3 separate regions of the Mus musculus genome follow, and all the other regions are linked to region 3. A link is a contact called in public Hi-C and promoter capture Hi-C data. All regions are on one chromosome and are shown on one strand. The core of a region is the stretch at or near the end of the contact, and the rest is flanking DNA. Distances in the headings are between cores, read along the strand shown. Region 1 holds the start of Erp29 (endoplasmic reticulum protein 29). Region 2 holds the start of Naa25 (N(alpha)-acetyltransferase 25, NatB auxiliary subunit). Region 3 holds the start of Mlxip (MLX interacting protein).

The links. A called contact is a pair of places that touch in the nucleus more often than the background predicts. Capture Hi-C pulls out chosen DNA fragments and counts their contacts.
Region 1: a Hi-C map of B cells shows a contact between it and region 3, with 5 read pairs. The contact joins the promoter of Erp29 here to the promoter of Mlxip in region 3.
Region 2: a promoter capture Hi-C map of adipose tissue shows a contact between it and region 3, with 3 times the contacts expected there. The contact joins the promoter of Naa25 here to the promoter of Mlxip in region 3. A contact is called at or near these places in 1 of 39 promoter capture datasets (pre-B cells), 1 of 115 datasets of contacts at active chromatin or transcription factors (pancreatic cancer cells) and 1 of 9 other capture datasets (adipose tissue).

Annotation. Positions count from the first base shown.
Region 1 is chr5:121,448,956-121,453,832 of GRCm38.p6, reverse strand. It overlaps Erp29 (endoplasmic reticulum protein 29), which reads left to right and starts at 1,359. Exons shown (of 3, transcript NM_026129.2): 1 at 1,359-1,642. The coding sequence starts at 1,493. It also overlaps a transcript of Tmem116 not described here.
Region 2 is chr5:121,394,297-121,399,393 of GRCm38.p6, reverse strand. It overlaps Naa25 (N(alpha)-acetyltransferase 25, NatB auxiliary subunit), which reads right to left and starts at 1,399. Exons shown (of 24, transcript NM_172722.4): 1 at 1,332-1,399. The coding sequence starts at 1,389.
Region 3 is chr5:123,392,488-123,397,467 of GRCm38.p6, reverse strand. It overlaps Mlxip (MLX interacting protein), which reads right to left and starts at 2,670. Exons shown (of 17, transcript NM_133917.3): 1 at 2,126-2,670. The coding sequence starts at 2,538.

The DNA.
Region 1 (4,877 bases), core at 110-2,609, 1.9 Mb after region 3:
CTTAAATGGCTGGATTATTATAGGGAAAGGCGGCTGGAGGAAGGGCAGCCCAGCCCTTGGACTGGAGAAGTTTAGGGTAGGGAGCAGGGCATGCCTGTCATACCCTGAGGGATTCTGGGAGAACCTCATGGCCAGGTCCACTTTGATGTTAGTCACCACAGCCGTTTGTCTCACCTAGGGTTTGAGATTTAACAGTAATAAAAAAAAGAGGGAAAAAAAAAGCACAACATGGTCTAGCTTTTTCATGATTCTACAGGTGTGTGTGTGTGTGTGTGTGCACGCGAATGTAGATTTGTATACATGGATAGGCCACTGACCAACCTATCTTCATTCATCATTCGCTCTTTTTCCTTCCCCCCGCCCCCCCAATTTGGGCATCCTCCTTGCCTCCCCAGTACTGGCAAGTAGTCCACACCCAGCCTGTTTTGTGTCTGTCTTTCGAAGACCCTTGTTGACTTTGAATAGCCTAGAACTCACTCTGTAGACCAGGCTGGCCTTGAACTCAGGTTCGCCACCCTTGGCCTTTGGAGTGGTGTGATTAAAGTTGTGCTTTCCCCCTTGGGTGCTAAGGACGGAACTTAGATGTGGAAGGTACTAGTTCCAGGAACACAGTATATGGATGAGGTTTGGCTTCCAACTCAGAGACCAGCCTGCCAGTTTTCCCAGCTAGCACTGGGATTGAATGTCCTGTGCTGGCTCACACAGCCTGCTGGCCACGATCCCTCTGTCGTCTCCAATAAGGAATTCCTTCGAGCCTTTATCCCTGTGCTGAAGACAATCAGAACGTACCATAAGCTAGTCCTTGAAAACGGGACAGCCCAGCCTGGTCTTGTCACCCCCCTGCCTCGTGCTGAAATTAGGCCTGTGCCACCCACCAACACTTGACCAAAAAGCACGAAGGCGAATAGGCCTTTTCCCCAACCTCCTGCGACATGGGAGGCCACATTGCCTAAGTGTCCCCGCGGGCCTGACCAGAGCTGCAACCGGGGGTCTACAAGGGCAGGACAGCGACTACCAGTGACAAACAGCTGACTAACCGAGGGAGGCGGCGGGTCTCTTGAGACCGCAGGACCGCCCAGCGCAGGGAAGGAAGGGACGCCGCCACGTCTTCTTCCGAGGCGAGAGAGAGGGCAACGAGGGGAAGGGTCGAAGCGGCGCCTCCCGCGAGAACGCAGCGGAACACGGCCTAGCCGAGTGTCGCCAAGTGCGCGTGCGCGTGCGCGTGCGCGTGCGCGGCAGGCCCGTCCCGTCCCGCGACCCCGCCCGCTCGCCGCTCCGCCTACGACGCATGCGCAGCCGCTCCCTCTCTCTGCCCCGCCCCTCCGCGGCCCCTCCCTTCCACCCCGGAGGCGGCCGGAGCATCTCGCTCTGGCGGTGGCCGCTTGCGTTCATGCGCGCCGCCGGCAGGACGGCCCTCCCCGTGACGTGACCGCCCACTCGGAGCGCTCCGCCTGTAGCTTGCCTGTCTCTCCCGCTCCCACCATCCGGCGTGATGGCCGCCGCCGCCGGGGTGTCTGGCGCTGCTTCTCTCTCCCCACTGCTGTCCGTGCTCCTGGGCCTGCTGCTCCTCTTTGCTCCGCACGGCGGCAGCGGCCTACACACGAAGGGTGCCCTTCCCTTGGACACAGTCACTTTCTACAAGGTAATGAGGGCGGCGGGCGACGGGGATCGTGCGCAGGTGCAGATAGACGCCCGTGGCAGCGCGAGCCCACGGGGACGTTGGGCCCGGAGGGGTGGCAGCAGCAGGCAGTCCTTGGGGACCATCCCTACACGCCCCACCATCCTATAGGCCCAGTGTCGACAGAGCAGGGGCGCACCCTGACCACCCGGCATCCTTGCAACCCCGGTACTCGCTACATCTGTTTTTTTACAAAAAGCTACCAAAGCGCAGTCAAAGGGAACCAAGTGTCCCTTTTCCTTTATCAACTGGGGAAAAAGACAATGATAGGAAAGATCCAATCCACGAGTCACAAGTGGAAGACCGGAGGGCGGGGCGAGGTCTACGCTCCTAGGCTCTCGGATGGGGTGGAGATGGCCGAGAGAACTGGGTTAGCATGCCAGTCTGCTCCTCGGAGGATGGATTGTAGCGTTCTTGGCCATGTGCAAACCGGGTTCAGACCGCACACGGCCCCCCTACAAAGTGCAAGGGTTAAAAAGATTGCAGGGCTCCCACCTGTAGAGAGCATCTTGGGGGAGTGGAGTACGAAATGAACAAAACCCGGTCAAGGCATGTAAGAAACTACACTACCCTCAGCAATTTTATTTATTTTAAAACAAAAATTGGTTTCGAAGACTGAGCAAATGGACGGTGGAAATGTTGCAGGCTGAGTGCAGTGGCCTCTGGACTCAGTTCTTCGTGCATGTCTCTAGTTACCAGAATCTTCTTAGTTCCTCTATTGGGCTTAGCGCGGAGAGACTTGGTCATTTTCTTATTGTGTCAGAATGAGGAACTGAGAACGCAGAAGGGGACTCTAAAGGCGCCTGTGTTGAGGGGTTGGACAGGGCTGTTTTGGAAAGGGTTGCTGTTAGGAACCCCCCCCCCCACACACGTGTAACCCATTCAAGTTTGTATTTTTTTTTAATTAAAAAAAATTAAGCATCTTATTAGTCATCCATCCAACCTATATAGCAACCTAGTAATACCACAGTCCAAGTGTGAATAAAAAGGACATTTTGCACCATGGGTTTAGTCAGTTGCTGCTTCTCCATCTTTTTTTTTTAAAGATTTATTTATTATATGTAAGTACACTGTAGCTGTCTTCAGACACTTCAGAAGAGGGCATCAGATTTTGTTACGGATGGTTGTGAGCCACTGTTTGGTTGCTGGGATTTGAACTCAGGACCTTCAGAAGAGCAGTTGGCACTCTTAACCACTGAGCCTTCTCACCAGCTCCCTGCTTCTCCATCTTTAAGGATCTGCCCTGAGGGTGTCATCTCCCTCCCCCCCTTAACCCCACAGGCCACCAGGCAGCACCATGAGATTCTACTTAATATAGTAGCAAGCAAGGAACGACCCTTATTCCATCTCATTTCCTAGTCATTTGCCCCCTTTTCCAATCGTCTCCAGGCAACACAAGCCTTCTCTCTGACTGCCCCTAGCTCACAGCTGTTAGTCCATCCGCAGTGGCCGTTCCTTGTGACTGGAACATTCTTTGCCATCTTTGGAATAGGTTACTTCTCGTGGCTCTGTCTTAGGTTAAATGTTAACTTCTCTTGTCCCCTCGCTTTCTCAGTTGCCCAGATTGACCTGTTGGTACCCGTGAGGGCACTCCTTGCCGTTTTCAGCTTCTCATTCATATTTCATAGACGATGACATGTTTATGAAGTACCTGATATGATTTTTATTTTTTTGTTTTTGTTTTTGTTTTTTTTTTTAAACAGGGCTTTTCTTTGTAACTTTGGCTGTCCTGGAACTAGCTCTGTAGAGCAGACGGGCCTCGAACTCAGAGAGATCTGCCTGCCTCTGCCACTCTCCCTAGTGCTGGGTTTGAAGGCGTGTGCCACCAATGCCCTGAAGTACCTGATGTATTTTTCTGACTCTCTACACAGCATACCAGATGAGTTGCGTTCCCATGAGTGAACAGGTGTCTTAACAGGTATAGGGGGGGTCCTAACAGCAACCCTTTCCAAAACAGCCCTGTCCAACCCCTCAACACAGGCGCCTTTAGAGTCCCCTTCTGTGTTCTCAGTTCCTCATTCTGACTGTTCTCTTAAAAGACAAAGGGCGCCTCCTGGTGTTTTGTCCAGGAATCTTGTTACATGCCTCGCCTTTCAGTGATCTCCAACTTAAAAAAGAAAACTATTTCCTCATGGCTCTTTCCGACCATCACTAGAAGGCTCCATCAGAGAGGCCCAGTGTTGGTCACTGCTGTGTCCATTTAGAATGGTGTCTGGGGCATGATGCGCTCTTAGCAGATTCTTTTTTCAGTGAATACAGAATTTCAGCCAGTCATAGTGTCACACTGGGGAGGGAGAGACAGAAAGGTCAAAAGTTCAAGGCCAATCTAGGAAACTTAATGACCTTGTCTTAAAGCCATTGAAGGGCCCGTGAGATGGCTCAGCAAGCTTCCACCAAGCCTGGTGGCCAGAGTTCAATCCTCTGGACCTACGTGGTCAGGGGAAAGAACAGACTCCCACAAATTATCCTCTGACCTCAATCATCCCATGGCACCCACACACGTAAACACATGTACAGAACACCACTACTACCTTCCATTAGCCATAATCTCCTTTCTACTTCAGTGTTCAACCATCCTGTGGTTACAGATGTATGCCCCTGGGTAGGGATTCTGTGCTGGGCTTTTGATGCACCACCCTGCTTCAACCCGCCCTGACTCGAAACCCATCAGTGTCAGCTCTCTAAGAAGCCTAGAGTTGTGTTCATTCCAGACATGGGGGCTTGAGAAATGCACTAGAACACAGTCCTTATTCTTAGAAATACACATCTTAGTGGAAAGCACAGGAAATGACAGTACGGTTTCCGATCGAGATGGGAGGAGAGCGTTAAGAGAACGAAGCGATAGGTGACTAGCATAGTCCTGTCCACTAGAAGGGAACTGAACTGAATCTTGAGTGATAGAGGAAGCCGAGAAGAGAACCCAGGAAGGAGCCTCCAGGCAGAAGCGAGGCCAACTGGGCCTCAGGGATGTGCTCTGCTTTACATTTTCAGTCTCGCCTGCTGCTGGGCCCTTAGAGCTCTGGACTTTTTGGTGTCAGAGACCTGTTCCCATGGCTTCTGTCTTTCATGTCCCCAGGCAGTGTTGTTATCCTTAAAAATGAAAAACCAAGGTAATGTCAAAAATAAGGGTTTTTTTTGTTTGTTTGTTTTTTGGTTATTCTAGACAGGGTTTCTCTGTGTAGCCCAGGCTGTCCTGGAA
Region 2 (5,097 bases), core at 150-2,649, 2.0 Mb after region 3:
AGCTGGTGATTTCTATGAGTTCCACGCAGTCGAGGGCTACATAGAGAGGTCTTGTTCCAGACCCAGCACCTACACCCTGGCTTACAACAGTCTGTAACTACAGATCCAGGACATCCTGATGCCCCTCTTCAAGCACCAGGAATGCACGTGGTGCACAGACATCAAACTGGCAAGCAAGAACCCACATATGTACCAATTTGCTAGAGACACAAGCACCCATTCTGCCAAGGGGAGAGGAAAACCCCTAAAAACGAAAGAGCCCAAAACCCATAGCCACACTGAAAACGTGAGGTCTGCTGTAGCCAAAAAAAAAAAAAAAAAAAAAGCACTGACCTTGATAAAGCTTCCTTCCTCATCATTACCTGAGACAAGACCATACAACCATCAACGAGGCGAGCGAGACATGGCAAAATTAAATAAAATAAATAAATAAATAAATAAGGCACCGCTTCCAATAACAGAACATCTCAGTCACTGCAAAGTGTTTTCTCTCTGACTCAGTTTGGTGATTCTTTTTATTCTATTACGGTGGGAAGATGACGATAAAGACACATCTTGAAAGCCTGCGGGGTTTGGGATGCGCGCCGTGAGGAGGGTTCAACGCAAGCAAAAGCACGAGGAAGTCAAGAGGCAGAGAATAAACCTCAGACACGGTGCTGAAAGGTTAAAAAAAACAAAAAACCTTCCATTCCAGCAGCCTGGCCGGCCGCTCCGGCAACACCAGCTCCTGCCATCTCTTGCCCGCTATTCGGGGCCCGCGACCCCCTCCCCCCCGCCTCCCACGTGTGCCCAGAACAGCTGTTCCTGCATCAGGATGGGACTCGGGTCTCAGTGACCTTGCATCAGCCCCTTCCCTTCTCCGGGTCTCAGTTTCCCCACGTGCACTTAGACTACATTCTGTAAGACAGCCCTCCCCGGATCCTCATCCTGGTACCCAGAGCAATCATCACTGGGGTATCTCCCTTCCGGAGGCGAGCGCTCCCACCGTCGCGCCTGAGCCGCTTGTCACCTGCAAGAAAAGACCGCGCGGGGGTTCCTCGGGAGCGGCTGGAATAAAACAACCTGCCGGGAGCGCTGGTCTCCAAGCGGCGGCGCGATCCGCACAGAGTTGACAGCGGCGCGCACCCACCGTTGTCTTGTCGCCTCCGGGTCCAGCGACGCCGGGGTCCGCGCCTAAGCGAGGGCGAGGCTGCGGCCTAGCGCCCCGCGCGGTCCGCCCCCTCGCCGCCCCACCCCGCGCGCGACCCCAGCGACCCTCCCTGGCCTTCGCCCGAACCGGGGCACGCTTTGTCTCGCCGCGGTGGCTAACAGACCGACTCCGGGGTACTCACCGTAAATGGGCCGGAGGCGCCGGTCGTTAGGGTCCTGCACATGGCCCCGCGTCGCCATGATGACAAGCGCAGAACCTCAGTGCGCAAGCGCTGAGCAGGCCCCCGGGAAGGGGCCGTTAAAGGGCCAGCGTCGAGCTCGCCGACCTATCGCGATAGTGGAGGGGAGGTACGGCGGAGTGCGCCTGCGTAGAAAGGGTGGCTCGCCTCTCCTTTAATTGGCGCTGTGGTTTGATTTTTTTTTTTTTTTTTTTTTTTTTTGCCTGCGGAGTCATCGGGACCCCAGGGGCGGTTGTTGTGGTTGAAGGCGTGGAGAGAGAGTGCGGTTTAATCTCACTGACTGTAACAGCTAGAAGAACCAGTTGGTTTTGGCCCTTGATGGTGAAGCAACCTGGAACTTGTTGAGTGGGAGCCCTGGGAGCGTGCTTGCCCAACAGTGAAACTGTAGAAAAAGCCTGCGAGCCCTCCTCCACCCGTTCCCTGAACTCAGTGCTGTGCGTGGCTAGACACTAGTGCAAGCTCTTTAAGTAGGTTGCTTTTAACATTCCCACGGCACTAGACGGTATAATGAGCTTTCTTTGTACAGATTTACAATTCGCACGGCCCAGAGTTATGAGTGCTATTTGGGCGGCGATAATGACAAGGAGCTAAAGGTATCCCCAGCACTCGGGAGGCAGAGGCAGGCGGATCTCCTTGAGTTCGAGGTTAGCCTGGTCTACATAATGAGTTCCAGGACAGCCAAGGCTATGTAGAGACCCTGTCCCTATAAAGAAATGGATAGAAATAAAAATAAAAAGGTTCTCCCACCAAGTGGTTGCTTGCCCTATTTGGCTGGCATTCCTCCTTGCCCCAACAATTTTTCCCTCAGTTCATGGCTCCTCTTCTCCAGCTGCATGTAACTGGATTTGGCGTTTGTAACACTTTCACAGACCAGTGAATCTTGTAGCTTTAGCGGTATGTAAGGTGTATATCCGTAACTACCGCACTGAAGGGGCTAAGACAAGAGGCTAGTAAGGGCCAGACTGGGCTAGCTACATAGGAAGACCCTGTCTCAAAAGAGAGGGAGAAGAAATGGTACATGTTTGAGCTGATTTAGCTTAGGGATTTAAACATTACACAATGTATACAAGTATGGGGCAATACATAGTACCCTGTACAGATGTATAACTGTTTGAATGTGTCCCTTACAAGTTTTAAAAGCTTACCATTGGTTATTTCATGTGTGTTTCTGTATATATGTGTGTGGGCACTCCAATACCCAAAGTGTGGAGGGTCTCTCTGTCTACCACAGTGGTTCTCAACCTGTGGTTCGTGACCCTCATTCATTCTATTTCAGATGTTTACAATTGGTAACATGAGCAAAGTTACAGTTATGAAGTAGCAATGAAATAATTTCATGGTTGGGGGTAGGGGTCACCACAACATGAGGCCCTGTGTTAAAAGGTTGCAGCTTCAGAAAGGTTGTAATCCACTGTAAAAATGTGAAAGCTGCCAGGGCATGGTGGCGCACGCCTTTAGTCCAAGCACTTGGGAGGCAGAGGCAGGTGGATTTCTGAGTTTGAGGCCAGCCTGGTCTACAGAGTGAGTTCCAGGACAGCCAGGGCTACACAGAGAAACCCTGTCTTGAAAAAGAGGAGGAAGAGGAAGGAAGGAAAAATGGAAGGAAAACAAACCAAGGTTCAGTTCCCAGCACCACAACTGTCGGTAACTTTAGTTGCAGGGAATCTGAGGCCCTCTTCTGGCCTCTGGGCACTGGATACAGGTGCTGCACAGTTAGTTGTACATGCAGACAAAATGCTTATACACATGTTTTAAATTAAAGTTTACATTCAAAATGACACACATACACACATACACACGCCTGAATCAGCACACACCCAGAGGACTTGCCTAGGCTCAGAATTTTTAACTACATAGACCCAGGCAGTACACAGAATGTTTTCAGTATTTTTGTATGTATGCATACATGTGTGGGGGTAATGAGTACCTGAAGAGGCGAGAGAAGGTGGCTGTTTGTCCTTCTCTGTCAGTCCTCATCCCATTCACCTGAGAGAGGGTCTCTCAACTGAACGTGGAGCTGGCTATTTTTTCAGCTGAGCTGGCAGCCAGCAAGTTTCTGCCGTCCTCCATTTGAAGCTACAGTAAGGCAAGCCCAGCCTTTCCCATGTGTGCTCAGGATCAGAAGCCAAGACATCATGCTTGCTTATCCAAAGCTCACACCCCTGGAGCCCGCTCCTGCCCTATTCTTTTTATGTGTACAGGCACTCCCTTACATGGACGCCTGTGCACCACATATGTGCCTGCAGCTATCAGAGGCTACAAGAGTGTGTCAGATCCCTGGACTTGAGTCACAGCACATTTCAAACCACAGCGTGAGCACTGGGGACCAAACTCTGGTCCTATGGCAGAGCAAACAGCTCATAACTGCTGAGCTATCTCTGCAGCCTCTTTTTTTTTTTTTAAGATTCATTTATTATATTATAAGTACACTGTAGCTGTCTTCAGACACTCCAGAAGAGGACATCAGATCCCATTACGGATGGTTGTGAGCCACCATGTGGTTGCTGAGATTTGAACTCAGGACCTTCAGAAGAGCAGTCGGTGCTCTTAACCACTGAGCCATCTTGCCAGCCCTTCTCCAGCCTCTTGTGTTGGATTTGGAGACATAGCCTCAGCTGGCCTCAAAGTCCTGATCCCCCTGCCTTAAATTCCTCAATTCAAGGAGCATAGTTGTATCCACCACACTAGCTTGGTGGGGGGGTTATTGTTGGTTTGTTTTGGGTGATCAGGATATTGGGCCTAGGTCCTCATGCATACTTGGAGAACATTCTACCACTGAATGGCATCCCTAACACTCTTTTTACTTTTGATTTCTCGACGGGGGTAACAGGACTTGTCCATGGTGGGCTTGAACTTCCTCTGCAGTCCGGGTGATCCTCTTCCCTCAGCCCTCAAGGAAGCTGGGACGATAGGCCTGACCTACCATGCCAGCCTGATTCCCGTGAAACTTTGTGAACCAAACACTTCTGCTCTCATAATGAGCTTAACACTTCTTCCTGTACAAACCTTGGGCTAAAAATGTTGTTGTTGTTGTTGTTTGGATTGTTTGTTGGTTTTTTGGTTTTTCGTGACAGGGTTACTCTGTGTAGCCCTGTCTGTCCTGAAACTCACTCTGTAGACCAGGCTGACCTCGAACTCAGAAATCCTCCTGCCTCTGCCTCCCAAGTGCTGGGATTAAAGGTGTATCCCACCTTTTTCTCTTTGCCCAAACATTAGCTTCTGCCTCCTTTATTGACACAATCAAAAACCAATTAGGGGATCAATACCTTCCCTACATACATGTTAGCTCACAACTACCTGTAACTAGTTTTGATTGATCCGATGCCCTCTTATGGTCTCTATGGGCACTGCACACACACACAGTGCATATAAACACATGTAAATACAGATGTATATTCTTTTTTTTTAAAAAATTTAAGCCCAGACTTATGTACATAACCCATTTGAGGCCAGTTTGGGCAACATGAGGCCCTGGTTCCAAACAAACAAAGCAAAGCAAAGTGAAATCACCTTAACAGCTAACTAGGAAGGCAGGAGTTAGATAAAGTGACTCTAGACCATTCTGGGAAGATGTGACAAGGAATGGCTTGGATAAGACAGGGGAGAGGAGGAAGGAGGCAAGGGTTCAGCCTGACTCAAGGGAAAGGATTGGGTAAAGAACCCGAGACTCAAGGATTTGCAAAATGGACAGCCGGGTGGTGGGGTCTGC
Region 3 (4,980 bases), core at 1,421-3,920:
CTGTCCTTTGGCCCTGATTTTGTTTGAAAAGCATTTCCCAGAGACTAGTTTATGCTGTAATCTAAATGAGTCTGATTCTGATTCCAACATAAATGCTCAAGAGTGAGGGACTGCGACTTCACTGTCAGCTGTCCATTTAAAAACAAGAGTACCTCCCCAGGCTCGGGGCCAGCTCAACCTGGCAAGGTCTAAGAGTCAAAGCGGAGGCTGACCAATATGCCACGTAAAGGTGACAGAAGGAAGAGCTATGCTACAGGAATAAGCCATCAGGGAAACCTCCACAAGAGGAAATGGGGGTGAGGGTGCATTTCAGAAACATAACAAAGGAACAAGTTGACTAATCACTTATTCCAGGGAGGGAAAATGCCATGCAGAGCCAACTATCAAGTATTTTAACTTCAGGCAATTGAGTAATGCTTTTAATTTCGATTATCGGGGCTTATTATCTACCACCCTGAGAGAGAGGCGAGGGTTGGGGGTGGGGGGAAGGAGGGTTGCTTGAAACCATGAATTTAAGACCAGCCTCCTGGATAACAGCAAGACCAGTCTCAAGAAAACAAAGCAACGATAACAAAAACCTTATGAATCCTTATGAATGTAATCCTTATGAATGAAAACGGCTTGCTAAAACCTACTACTTTGCAGGCTAGCTTTAGAAATTAAGTAAAACCAAAACCCAAAACAGGGCTAGCCATGGCAGCACCTGTAATCCCAACACTTGAGAAGCTAAAGCAGGAGGATTACTTACTGCAAGTTTGGGGCCAGTCCAGGTTATATAGTGAGCTCCTGGATACATAGGTATCAAGGTAACACACACACACACACACAAAAAAAACCCTAGGAGTGGTCCTGTGCTTCTTTCCATGGTCTTCGGAGTAACCTGGGAAATTTTCTCTAGGCTGCCAGCTGTGCATCAGGACTCTCATGAAGCCAAAGCCAGTATAGTTGCTAAAGCAAGCCCAGTCAGTGTGGGTCCTGCTTGAAGCTACCACCCATATGGGCTGCTCTAATCACTAGCAGTTCAGAGAAGGTCTCTGGCTGAGGCAGAAAACTTGCCTAAAATGCCTGCCTAGAAGACATACTGGGGAAGAGTAAGAGGGTAGAAAGAAAGGCTAGCCCTCCAAGGAAAGGCATTTCTATGACGTTCAAAAGAGATCTCTGTCCAAAGCTGAATTCCCCGTTTCAGGGCAGTGTCTGGGATGTCAGCCCTACTGACATCTCACACATAAGTTTTTAGGGTCAGTCAGAAAACCCTCTAGCCAGATGTGGGCATGAGAGGCATATGTTTGTGATCACAGAATTTGGGAAGCGGAGGCAGGGCAGTCAGGAGGAGTTCAAGGCCAGCCAGCATCTGCTCAAAAGACCCTGGCTCAAAAAGGAAACAAACAAACAAAACAAAACAAAAACAAATTCCAACTTCCCAGGAAAATAAACTCCACAAGTCCACTGTGTGCAAAGGGTCCTGCCTCAGAATTTCCCTGTAAAGGAGATGTAAGAGAACCCAGGCTCCAGATGCATGGACAATCAGGAAAAGTAACTCACATTTAAGCAGCACCTAAAAACCCACTCGGCCTATCTCAACCCTTCCCTGAAGCAGCCCCCTAGAGGTCAACACTACTGTCACCCCCCACCCCGCCCCCCTTTATAGACAAGGAAACAGGCTCCAAGGCGTTACACAATCATTAAGATAGTGCAGCCAGCGCCCTAGCCACCCTGGACAGGTGATCTTAACCGTTGGGTGTTGCTGTAAACACACAAAGCAATAGAAGGAAGGGGTCCACAGAGCCAAAAGAAAAGGAGGAAAACAACAACACACAGCCTGTAGCTACACCTAACTCTTGTCTAAAACCGGTGACCACGGGCATTGGAGGAGGGGAGGGCCTGGATGGGGAACACGAAGCCGGAAGAACCCAGGAACGACCGGCTGACAGGGCTACAAGGCCGGAACCCTGGCGCCTCTCTCCATGGTGGAGACCCCAGACTCACAAATCGTCCTAGAAGGAATTTCCAAAGGGACAGTGTGAAGCCAAAGGTCCAAGCTGGGTTTTTGTTCAAGAGAGACCGGGGTGAAGATGGGGCTCGGCCAGGTCTGGGAGTCGGGTGGGGGCGTCACCGGGTCCCCTACCTGTAGGCCAGGGTCATGCACTCGAAGAGCTTGGTGAGCGACGCATCGATGGACAAGTGGCAGGAGCTGGTCTTGCCGAAGCTATAGGTCTGGCACGTCTGCTTGTTGACCGTGTCGAAATCATAGCCCTTCTTGGGCGGGTGCTCGCGGTGCGGAGAGGACACCATGAAGTGGCCGCTGTGGATGATCTGCTGTCGGCGCGGAGGCTCCTCGCGGCCCGGGCCGGCCCGAGGCGGCAGCGGCGCGGCGCTCGCGTGGGCCCGGGCTGAAGTGGCCACGCCGGAGGGGGGCGGCGGAGACGGCTCGTCTGTGTCCGAGTCGTCGTCGTCCTCGGGCACCTGAGGCTTGAGCAGCACCGAACGGCCCCGACTGCGGGGCCGGCGCGGCGAACACATGAAAACGTCGGCAGCCATGAGGAGAACCTGGTCCGGGGCATCCCCCGGGAGCCGGGGCGACGTAAAGCGGAGAAGCACGGGGAACGGAGGGGGCCGCCGGCCCGACCCGGCCCGGCCCTCGCGCAGACTGCCCGGGAACGCGCGGCCTGAGGGGGAGGGCGCGGGCCTCCTCGTAACGTCACTGTCGTCTTGGCCAATCGGATGCTCGCCTCTGCCTCTTAAAGGTGCAGGAGGAAGCTTTTCTTCTCCGGGCGGACAAAAAAAAAAAAAAGCCGGAGGCCACGCCTCCACGCCCGGCCCCTGGCTGTCCTCTTTCCCCTCCGGCTGGCCCTGGAGTAGAGAGACGAGAAAGCCAGGCCGCGCCTCTCGGGGAGCCTGGGCTCAGGGCGGCATTGGCTGTCTGTTCAACTAGTCTGGCTCCAGCCCCTGCCCCGCCTCCGCCACGCCCGGAGCTTGGGAATAGCCCTGCGGCCTCACTGCGGGCAAGGAGGGCACTCCACGTGGTGGGTAGGGGTGGAGCTCCTTCCCCCACATTAGGCCAGCTTTCTCCCTCCATACCCGGAACTGAGTCCTCAAAAGCCTTCCTGATTTTGTCTACCGTCCCCATTTTGTTGATGAGAAGATTGAGTTACCTACACTCTAAGGGGTGTGCCTAAGGTTCCAACAAGACCCAAGAGCAAGGCTCACAGAATCATCACATCCTTAGGGGCAGAAACTGACTCTCCCGGGTTAAGGCATGGCTCCTGGGCATCACCGCTCTTAAACAGTAGTAGAGTTCTGCAGGAGCCTAGCTGTCTGCCTCCAGACCCAACAACTTCAGCCACAAATCAAAATACTGTCGCTATTGTTTGGAAGTTTGGCCCAGAAGCCAAATTCCAAAGGGGAAGTTTGGAGCCTAGTTGTCTTTACTGCAATTCCTAGGTCTCAGAAAGTTGTGTCAACCTAAAAATAGCAATGAGCCAGTCATGGTAACACATGCGCGTGCCTGCAATCCTAACAGGAGGGGAGCAGAGGTGGGAGGATCAGAAGTTCCCCAAATTCTAGGTTAGTTTGAACTGCATGATACCCTGTCTCAAAGACACTTTTATTTTATTTTATATTTTAGGAAATCCAGTGAGATGGTTCAGTAGGTAAATAAAAGCACTTGCTGTTAAGTCTGACCTTCATTCCAACCCGTGGGACCCACAAGATAGAAGACTCCCAACAACTTAATCTCTGACCACCCCAACCCCACTGTGGCATCTGCGCTTCTCACGATAAATAAAGGTAAAAATAAATAAATAAAAGATTTTGTTTGGAGACAGAATCTCTACATGTAGTCCTTATGTAGACAAGGCTGGCCTTGTAACCACCACGAGAGATTATAAGAGGGGAAAAGATCAGGGTGTCTTCTGTATATGACAAGGAAGCTACACCTGTGAAATCTCCATGGTCTAAACAAGAACTACAAAATTGCAGCACCAGTTGACATCCCAAGATGGATGGGGGAAATCTCACAAGACCCCCTCTTAAATGGAGTTCAGGCAACTAATGATGCGGGGGGGAGAGAGAGAAAGAGTTATTCTCCAGGGAGAAGATGGGTTTTCCAACCCCACATAGTCACCTTTTCTAAACACATCCTATCAATACTAAAAGGACTCAGCAGGCTATATTTATACATGTGTGTGTGCCTGCATGTTTAAAAATAATAATTAAAGAAGAGGTCACATTTCAAAGGGAGTGAGAAAAAGACAAGGGAGGAGTTGGGTGGGGGTTGGGGAGTGGAAATGGTGTAAATACAGTACTCATGTATGTAATTATATTTAAAAGTGATGGAGAAAAAAAACACCTGAAAATATAATGGGGGTTATGGCTGGCCTAGGTAGTTCCCTAGCTACAGGGAACACTCAGAAAGCAGTGTAAGATTAGCCTAGGTGCCAGGTATACTGTACATGCCTTTAATTCCTGCACTTGGGAGGCAGAGGCAGGAGGATCTCTATGAATTCAAGGCCAACCTGGTCTACAGAGTGAGTTCTAGGACAGCCGGAGCTATGTAAGGAGACCATGTTTCAAAAGATAAATACATAAATGATTGATGTTTTTCTGTTTTGCCCAGGTCTCTCAGGCTTTCTATAGCTGTGAGAAACCAAAAGCAACTTGGGGAGGAAAGGGCTTATTTCAGCTTACAGTTCCACAGTACGGTCCATCACTGTAGAAAATCAGGGTGGGAACTTAATCAGGGCGGTACCTGGATGCAGGAGCTGATGCAGAGGCCGTGAAGGAGTTCTGATGACTGGGTTGCTCTCTCATGGCTTGCTCAGCCCGCTTTCTTGTAGCACCCAGGACGACCAGCCCAGAGGTAACACTGTCCACAGTGAGCTGGACCATCTAATATCAATTATCAATCAAGAAAATGCACCACAGGGGGCTGGTGAGATGGCTCAGTGGGTAAGAGCACCCGACTGCTCTTCCAAAGGTCCG